Linked DNA regions of Mus musculus: region 1 is linked to region 2. A link is a contact called in public promoter capture Hi-C data. All regions are on one chromosome and are shown on one strand. Each heading gives the region's core, a stretch centred on a gene start, on an enhancer-like site or on the middle of the called end of the contact. The rest is flanking DNA. Distances are from core to core; before and after follow the strand shown.

Evidence for each region. Promoter capture Hi-C pulls out the DNA fragments that hold promoters and counts their contacts.
Region 1: a promoter capture Hi-C map of trophoblast stem cells shows a contact between it and region 2, with 5 times the contacts expected there. The contact joins the promoter of BB014433 here to the enhancer-like site in region 2. A contact is called at or near these places in 8 of 39 promoter capture datasets (3T3-L1-derived adipocytes, cranial neural crest, hippocampal neurons and 4 more), 2 of 484 Hi-C or Micro-C datasets (both in embryonic stem cells), 4 of 115 datasets of contacts at active chromatin or transcription factors (all in embryonic stem cells) and 2 of 9 other capture datasets (adipose tissue and liver).

The regions. Positions count from the first base shown.
Region 1 is chr8:15,044,482-15,049,092 of GRCm38.p6, reverse strand. BB014433 (expressed sequence BB014433) reads left to right here and starts at 3,015. Exons shown (of 2, transcript NR_037972.1): 1 at 3,015-3,126.
Region 2 is chr8:14,002,027-14,006,686 of GRCm38.p6, reverse strand. It overlaps Gm5907 (predicted gene 5907), which reads right to left. Exons shown (of 3, transcript NR_131137.1): 2 at 3,674-3,843; 3 at 3,126-3,409. Among named protein-coding and RNA genes, the nearest start is that of Gm5907, 18 kb to the right of the region's middle. Within about 2 kb of position 2,401, at least 13 of the 459 cell types and tissues checked have an H3K27ac peak or open chromatin away from gene starts, as enhancers often do. A contact at or near this core is called in trophoblast stem cells, where this site is marked.

The sequences.
Region 1 (4,611 bases), core at 1,766-4,265, 1.0 Mb before region 2:
CAGTGTGAGCCAGTGTGAGCCAGTCTGAGCAAGTGTGAGCCAGTGTGAGCCTGTGTGAGCCAGTCTGAGCCAGTGTGAGCCAGTGTGAGCCTGTGTGAGCCAGTCTGAGCCAGTGTGAGCAGTACACACATGTAAGCCCAGTGGACTGAGCATCTTTCAGGGGCCCATATAGCTTCGACAAGATACAGTTAACAACAGGGATAGGAAGTTGACAGTCTTTTAAACATTGTAAATCACCAATAGCCACATAAAGAGCATCTGGAGCCTGGAGTGGTGGGGCAGGGCCATCCTCTCAGCCCTTGTAAAATGGAGGCAAGAGGATCAAGAGTTCAAGACCATCCTCAGGTTCATACAGAGTTCAAGACCAGCCTGAACCCCATGGGCCACATCTCTAAAGAACAACTAAATAACCAGCTGTAATCACTTCGAAGTCCCCGCCTAACACTAAACTCCGGGTTCACAAAGCCAGAATGCCCTTGCCTGCTTCCCTTGGCTTCCTGGGAAGGTGCTGCTGGTGCACAGAAGCCTGAAGCTCAGATCCTTCGCAGCCTCAACTGCTCCATATTCTCTGGTCACAACTAAGAACCATGGCTTCCCAGCCAATAGGAAAGTCAGCGTGACGGGAGATTCCTGTCTTAGGGTTAAGCCACTCTGAAGATTAATATATGCCACCCCCTTAACTCGGCATCTAATGAAGCCAGTTAATACCTGAGGGGTTCTTTCTCTGGGACAGGCTCATTCTCAGATATGGGCTCAAGGAGTCCTGTTCCCTATCTTAGTGCAGAGCAACTGTTATTGATGTGCAGGGACCCTGCAGCTCCTGTATGAATGCCTGCTGATTTGTTGCTACACCTGGAGCCCACCGGCTACGGGGAAGTGAGACAGACAGACAACAATACTGCCAAGAAAGTGTATGTGTGTTAGGGATGGGGTTGACATCCCATGATGCATTGTGGCCAGACACTCACCTCCCAGATCGGTGACCCTGGATGACATGCAGGTACAACTTTCTCACCAAAGAACGGGTGAGTATGAAGTGGAAAGATGAGTGATTTCTCAGGTCTTCCTCTCCCGCATGCCCCCGAATCAGTCATAATTAGGGGGTTGGTCATCTACAACAGAGCCGCTCTGAGACTAAAAAGATCGACTGTTAATAACCAGTGCATGCCCAGAGATCCAGACATCTGCCACCCTGACCACAACCAGTTGACCTACACAGCAGAAACACCCAAGAATGTGTGTCTAACCTTACACCCGTGGCTCACCGTGTCAGATTGATTGGTAGAGAGCCAACTAAGAAGCATGCCTCTGGATAGGTCTCTGTGTGTGTGTTTCAGGAAGGTTCAGTTGAGGTAGGGTGTCCCACTACAAATATGGGAGTGCTATTCCATGGACTGGGGTTCCAGACTGCATAAAGAGGAGAAAGCAGGCTGGTCAACAGCGGCCATCTCCCTCTGTTTTCTTACTGCTGATGCAAACCTCCCCTCCACTAAGAACTATGTATCCTCTCGAATTGTAGCTGTGTATCCTCCCAAGCAAGCCCTCCCTCCCTTAGGGCTTTGTCAAGTGTTTTCACTCACCAGCAAGGATCTGACATACTCACTAACTTCGAGCAATTGAGCAAATTATTTTCAAAAAATCATGAATGATCCTAGCACAGCCCAAAGAGCCCTTCTCTCCCTCTTCCCTCTTAATGGCCACTACTGCAGTATCACCTTTGTTCACAAGAGGGCACACCAGCCACCAGAAATCTTTTCTTCCCTGGGCACTCTCCTGGCTGTGAGCTCTTTTCAAGAAGAGCTCAACAATAGTGTGCAAAAGAAAGAAAAAAAGAAAAGTCTGGAACTTGAGTGTTGTTACCCATAATCCTTTTTAATGTGGAATAAAGTTCCATTACTCCTGACCCCGGGGCTGGCAAGTCACAGTAATTGTGTCTGACACATCCTGGGGCATGATAGGCAGCACTGTTTCTATGATTTTTAGAGGACTGTACAAACAAGACCAAGAAAAACCTTAGAAACCTTTTATTTTTCCTGTTGAGAGCTGCCTAGTTTGTCTACTTGCTAATCCCAGCTGCAGAGGAGGTTTTAATTATGAGTAGCTTGTTTTCTTCTGGCACAAAGAATGTAGGGTGGTATAGGGAGTGTAGGCTAAGTATTAGGAGGTAACTCCTCCAAAGAACACAGGGTCCCTTCAAGCCAATAGAAATTCTTCACTGGCCAGTAGACCTAAACCGTGGAGCCCTGAGCCCTACAGTTCTTTGTCAGCGTGCACAAAAATTACATCCTGGTTGTCAAGCTTTGGTTAGCAAGAAGACAACAACAGATGCCAAAAAGCAAGGTTGGTATATTTAGGAACTTTCCCAGGTCCTGTACTATGGGCTGGCATAGGTTTTTGGTGGATTTGGTCTTAGTACCCATTCTGGCAGGCATTGGGGCCTACATACCCAGTTTTAAGGTCACGATAATGTCTCTAACATGACATCAGATGTCCTAAGGTCTTAGGATGTACTAAGCTCTGGGGGCCTGTTACAGTAAGAGATGATCTACAAACACCCAGGCCTGGATTGTCACTCCCAAATGGGTCCCAAAGTCGCTTCAATCTGAGATGTCCCTAGCCCTGTCATATAAAGTATCCTTTATGATGATAAGAGCCCAGACTTGTACTATGACCACTCTGATATCTGCGGGAGAGGGAGGACTCCATACACACTTTAAAACCCATTCAGCACCCTGCATCTGATGTGAGTTTGTCCCATGACAGGACTTCAGAGTCAGGAAGCTGTGGGGTGTGGAGTCACGTGAGCTGTGGAGGTCCACCCAAGGACACTGAGAGACAGTGAGAAGCCAACGGGGCTTTCGAGATGGAACAGCCTTGCTCTACGTGAACCTAGACGTGGGAACAAAGGCTTCCGAAGCCTTGGAAACCATGGGGAAAGAATGCAGTGCTGACCCTGGGAACAAACATAAATTCCAGGTTCTAATAGAAGGAAGGTTCTGGGCGATGACTTCTTTGTTGAACCCAACATTCCCGTGCCCTGTTGACGCACCCCTCTACGGAGCCAAGATCTGTTGGCACAGCCCTCTGCGGAGCCATGCTAAGAACACCATGAACTACAAATTGAGGGTGAGCTCAAGCCTGCTGGTAAGAAACAACCAAAGAAACCCACTGTCTCTAGACTTTCCCAGAAGCAGAATTCTGTGCTGAAGTAGTTGACCCATACCTGTTAGCGCTACTTAAATACGAATACATTTTTATCATGTCACCGCTCATGTGACATGCTCGTAAAATCTACTCATCTCTCTGCCATGGGTCTCGTATAAACCCAGAAAGACAAAGTGATTCTAAAGATGGTAAAGAACTTCCCATTACTGCAGATGTGGAAACTGACCCACACAGAACCAGCAGCACCCTCACCTGCAGCTCCTGGAAACCCAAGTCTACCAAGTTTAGCCTCCAGGATACCCACAGACATGTCTCTTCACTGGACCAAGGTGTGAACAACTCCCTTGGCTTTTCCTGTATTCTTATGCACCTAGGCCCTGTACTGTGTAGGACAGGATGGGTTGCTGTTTGCAGACAGAGTCCTCGTAAGGAAAGGGTGCACAGATACACCAGTGGCAAGGATAACATACTTGATGCTCTTGACCTAAATAATAATCAGAGACATTCAGACAGACAGACAGTCTTCAGGACATTGATATTGAGAGCTGAATGGGCTATTGTGGGAACAGGTATACCCCAGAAAGTCATGATTGTGGGCAAGGGATAATTTCTATAAACAAAATGAATTATGTCTAGCATCTTGAAACCATCTTCCTTGGTCACAGACTATCAAGGGAAATGCCACCCAAGGCTGAGTGGGCCATTTGGGGATAAACATCCTGAAAGGGTTTTCTGGACAAAATTCTGGTTCTGTAGCCAATGCAATGGTTCTACATCTTGGTGAATACAAAGTCAAAGCAAATGCCAGCATGAAATGAAGTAGAAAGATATATTACCTGCAGCAGGAAGGGAAGGGCAGGCAACCATTTCCAAAGCATCCAATGCCTTCCTCTGGGGAAGTGCCTGGAGCTGTTCGGCAAGCCAACAACACCTATGCAGTGGAGAGGGGGCCCCATCCTGAACGTGCTTAGTTAATGCTGAGTTGAACTCCTGCGCATGCTCAATTTAAGGTTATCATTCAGAAAGAAAGATGTAGATGTATTTCTGGGCATGCTCTGGTTTATAGATAGGGCACATAGGAGCCAGGTAGCATGCTGGGCATGTGACATAAACCTTCTGAAGGCTGAGTTAATATAGGAACTTGCCTGTGATGGTGCCTGCTTCACCGCTTGCCTCTGCCACTTGAGGTTTCCTGTGATCTGATCACCAGTCGAGTATCAAAGATATATTATATATTATATGTTATACTATGTTATATATTATATCAATTATATTATATATTCTATGTTATATGTTATATTATCTCATATATCATATATTATATATAACCTCCTTGTTATATCTATTAATAAACAGTTATTAAATAGATGAGTGACTCCATTTGGTTACAATAACTTACAGTTTTATGCTTAGTAGATGTGATAGATGTCAAATGATGCCTTTGCA
Region 2 (4,660 bases), core at 1,152-3,651:
AGGAGTTTCCTCAGGGGGAGAGTTAGGGTGCAGCCCTATTTACAGATACCACATGATGGGCCAGGATGCTTCCCAATGGTCTCTGACTAACAGGTCAGATGTGGCCTCCAACAAGCTGCCTAGAGGCATCACAACTGAGTTTTGAAAAAGACTGCCTAGAGACATCACAACTGAGTTTTGAGAAAGATTCCCGAAGCTTGATTTTGCTTCCTTGTGGCTTGCAACTTCCTTTCTGACCATCATGGAAAGGGCAGACTACAGAATAGTCACATCTGATAAAAAGAAGTGGGAATGAGAACTATCTACATCCTCTAAGGCTGTGGGGTCTCCGTATGCCAGGCCCTATATTCAGCACCTTGCAGACAACAGAGCTGGGTCTGATGGGAGCCTGGCCCTCTGTTCCTTCTCCCAGTGTCTGATCTATTGGCACTTGCTGTCCCTTTGCTATGATGCCAGAGGTATGTAAAAGACTTTACTGAGATGTTATCTGTAAAGTCAGAAGGTGGAAGCATATGCCTTTAATCCCAGCACTTAGGAGACAGAGGCAGGCAGATCTGAGTTCAAGGCCAGCCTGTTCTACAGGTCAAGTTCCAGGATGTCCAGGGATGCATACAGAGAAATCCTGTCTCAACCACCCCCTACAAAAAATTACATAAGACTCCTGGGTCAGCCAATGTCATTTAAAAAGATGTCATCTGTACAGAGGCCAAGCCTCATGCAGGACATGGGCACATGGGCCTCATTAGAGGATCCATGAGGATCTAATGAGGATCCAGTTGCTGAGCATGTTCTGTGTCAGGTCTGTGCACCGTCAATCCACTTCTGATGCCTCCACTTTACAGTTGAGAAATGTGAGACCCAGGAGGCCAAGGCTCCACAGGACTTAGGGAGTAATGCTGAACCAGGCCATTGTACTCGATTCCTGAGAACCATGTCATCAGATAGCCAGTAATTCTCCTGCGACAGGAATCTCAAGTCCCCTGCTTGACACTTAAAACACACACACACACACACATATGACGGGAATTTGTAAATGGATACGGGTTTATTTATAGTCTTTACCAGAACTAGGAAGAGAAAATTTCTCAGTTTCGCTCCACCTATAAATTGGAAAAGTACATTGCAATTTACAAAGGAAATTAAACAGAAGCAAGGAAAATACAATGAAGCTTTAGCTGTTAGATACTTTGTTATCAGAGCTGTGGGATGTTGTGGCATTGTTGGGAGCAACTTTGCCTTCAGCCCATCTCCTCCTAGCATAAAATTTTCTAGAGAAAGTTTTTGTTTTGTTTTGGACTCTTGCCAAGCTACTATGCCACCATACCGACATGTCCCTCTGTCACTTATAACATAGAAGTGTGGCCCACCATAGAGGCAGAAGTTGTACCAGACCCATGGCACAGGTGAAGCGTCTCGTCCCCCAGAGCACACTGGTCCAGATCTAGAAATATTCCAGCCTCAGTCTCAGCAAGAAGGACTGCCTCTCCGTACTCCCAGGACAAGAGACTCAAACCACTGCCGTGGGATACAGTTGACAAGTACGAAAAACACTGGGGAAAAACACTGTCTTCAGTTCTGAACGCGCACAGATGAACAAGAGCCTAGACTTAGCAGTGGGGTGACCCCAGGATGTGAGACTAATCCAGGTGGTGACACCGAGATTACTGTTGTCTCAACAGTGTCTCACATTTCTTTGGCTCTGTGCTGTTCTCTGTACTTCAGCTTATAAAGTCTCTTCTGTTCTACTGTCAAATTTCCCCATCTTCTTCCAGCTCAACGCTGCTGTGAGCTGCCCCAGCGATGATCCAGCTTAGTCAACTGTGATACTCAACTCCAAGATTCCCATGTGGGTTTTAATAGCTCCTTTCTCCTACTGCTGTATCTATTTGACAAGATGCTGTCACTGGTCATCTTTAGTTCCATAGACACAGCCTGTTTGTTTCATTGACCATGGTCTTCCACTGCCCCAGTTCATCACTACCCACCCAAAGTTGGTAGTTGCCTTTGCCTACTTCCAGGCTGATTTCCTTATGGATATCTGTTTAGGGAACTAAATTCATCAGCTTCGTCATGGCCATCTTCCTGCATCGCCTTTCTGAGAACCAGACACAGAAGCTTTGAGGTTGCTTTAGGGTGCAGCATCCGTGACAGAAGCAAGCCCAGTTTTAATACTGGCTGCTTGGTATGAGGAAGTTGCATTGGCAGCCCTTGGCCATCTGAGCTACAGCCTCTAGAAGAGGCTTTATCAGTACCTGCTGTGACAGGCCCAGAGGAGCCTAGCAAATGGACATTTACAAGAAAACCAAGCATGTTAGGAATCCAAAAATAACAGATAGAGGAGGCGCCCTGTGAGAACATAGATATGGCGCTCGGGGGATGTCTCGGCTCAGGAAGCTCCCTAACAGCCTGAGGACTTCCTGTTTCTACAGATTCCACTTTGTGACACACTCAGAGTGGTCCAGCCAAGTGTGGCCCTGTGACAGTACAGTTACAGTCCCATAGGACAGGAGAGGTGAAAATCTGTAAGCCATGCAGAAACGGCTGTATCCCACCCAAAGCTTGTGTCACTCCTGAGTCTCCCGTTTCTAATCTGTAAACCGAAGGTCTGGCATGAAGAACTGCTGAGCTGTGAGCAGGGATGACTGACTCTGTCCCCATCTTCTTCCTCTGAGCATTTGCATACTTGCATCTCTTGTGCTCTCTGTCTTCCCATCCCTGGCCTCCCTCCTTCCCTCCCATCTTAAACTCTGTCCTTGAACCCTCTCTCCAGATTGCTTCCCTCTAGAGCTATCCAAATTCCCAGGAAGAATGTTTTGACTGTACCAGTCTTTGATTATTTGCCCAACCCCAGATCCAACAGCTTTGGCTGCAAGAGAACTCTGTTACCCAAGGTTTGCTTCCGTATACAGTGCGCTCTATCTCTTCTGCTCCAAGTCCATCCCTCCAAACAGCGACAAGAACTAAACTTTAGAAAGGTCAGTGCCAAACACTTGGATACATGGAAACGGTGGGAATCTGGACGGCTACGCTGTTCAGGTTGCCGCAATGTCTAATCTTTACCTTCAGTTTCATTTCCAATATAATCTAAGCAAGTTGCCCACGTAGAAAAATTACCAGACAAGCAGTGAAATTTATCTGATTTTATTTTTTTTACACATCTCTGGGCATGGAATGAAACTAGACATTGGAAGGCATGGTGTCACACACAGAGTAAGTACGAGTCTTCCCCAGCAATCTCTAACAATGTCAGGGGTAGAGAGATGACTCAGAAGTTAAGGGCACTGGCTGCTCCTCCAGAGGGCTCAAGTTCAGTTCTCAGCACCATGTCAAGCAGCTTCCAACATCCAGGGGATCCAAGGCCTCCTCAGATACCTGGACTCATGTACATACCCACGTCAGACATGCACACCTATGAAGACAATAGAATAAATTGGGATATTTTAAAATAAAATAACAGTCAGGTCCCCTAAAGTATCAAAGTTAATGAAGATAATATGCTCATCTTCTCTGCTGCGGAGGGGTGCAGCATGTTCCTCAGATACTTTGGGACTCTGTAACAAGATGTTTGGAAATATGACACAAGACGTTCTAGCCAGAACTGGAGTGTAATCCTTTCTGCTATTAAACACAGGTGCCAGTTAGTGCCTTCTCTGCCATCCCACACAGTTCTCACCAAGCCATAAGATGAGCGTGCTCTCCGTGACCAAGTCCAGCACACTGGCACCCCCTTTCCAGAGCAGAGCCGGCATGCATACAGGAATCTGGTCCTCACTGCATGGCCTTGGACAGAGGGGGCTAGTGGGGAAACCTCGGGAATCTCCTCCTCCAGGAGTTGGCATCGACCTGAAGATGAGAGATCACTGAGTCAAAGTCAGTGCCAGAGGAGCCTGGTGCAGGAGCCCTGCGGAAAAAAATGGTGGGATGAAGGACAGAGGTGCACCGGATGATCTGTGTGGTGCTGAGTTCAGCTGCGCTGGTCCCACCTCAGGGGTCATCGTTCTCCAACTCTGCCATGTAATGATCGACATTTAAGTAATAATCCTGAAACTCGAGACTCAGATGCAGTTACCCTGTGTGGCAAAGCAGAGCTAAGGTTTCGGTCACTGCTGAAATCATAGCTGGTATCCACTCTGGGAACAGCTTCAGTACTTTAAGGAATCCCAGACAGCTGAGGGCCATGCTTGGCTGGCTGGGCTGATTGTGGTCTGACTCTCACCTATGATAATAAAGGGCCCTCACTGTAGATTAACTGACCTCGGGTCTACCATTTCAAACTCAGAGCTGAGCCTGCACCAAAATGAGCAGATGACAGCCATTCTTCCGAATGCACTGATTAATAGCTCGTGAAACCGAGGATGGCAAATCGGGCTTTTTATCCACACCAGACTGACCCTTGGAAGGGACACAAAACACTATCCACTGGCAGTTTCGCCACTGTTCCACAGATAACCTGACAAGCCTAATAAAGTGGCGGGTGTGTGGCTCCCAGTCTGTGCAGACAGATGCAAAAGCAGGCCACAGCAAGGCTACAATGTAAGACCCCGACCCTCCTCTGTCAGTGGTACTTAACTTCGAAATGCAGATCGATGCAAAAGCAAGAGGTTTATTTTCTGGCACACCAGGAGTCGACCTTCAACTAGTCCCTCAAGGCAGGTGACTA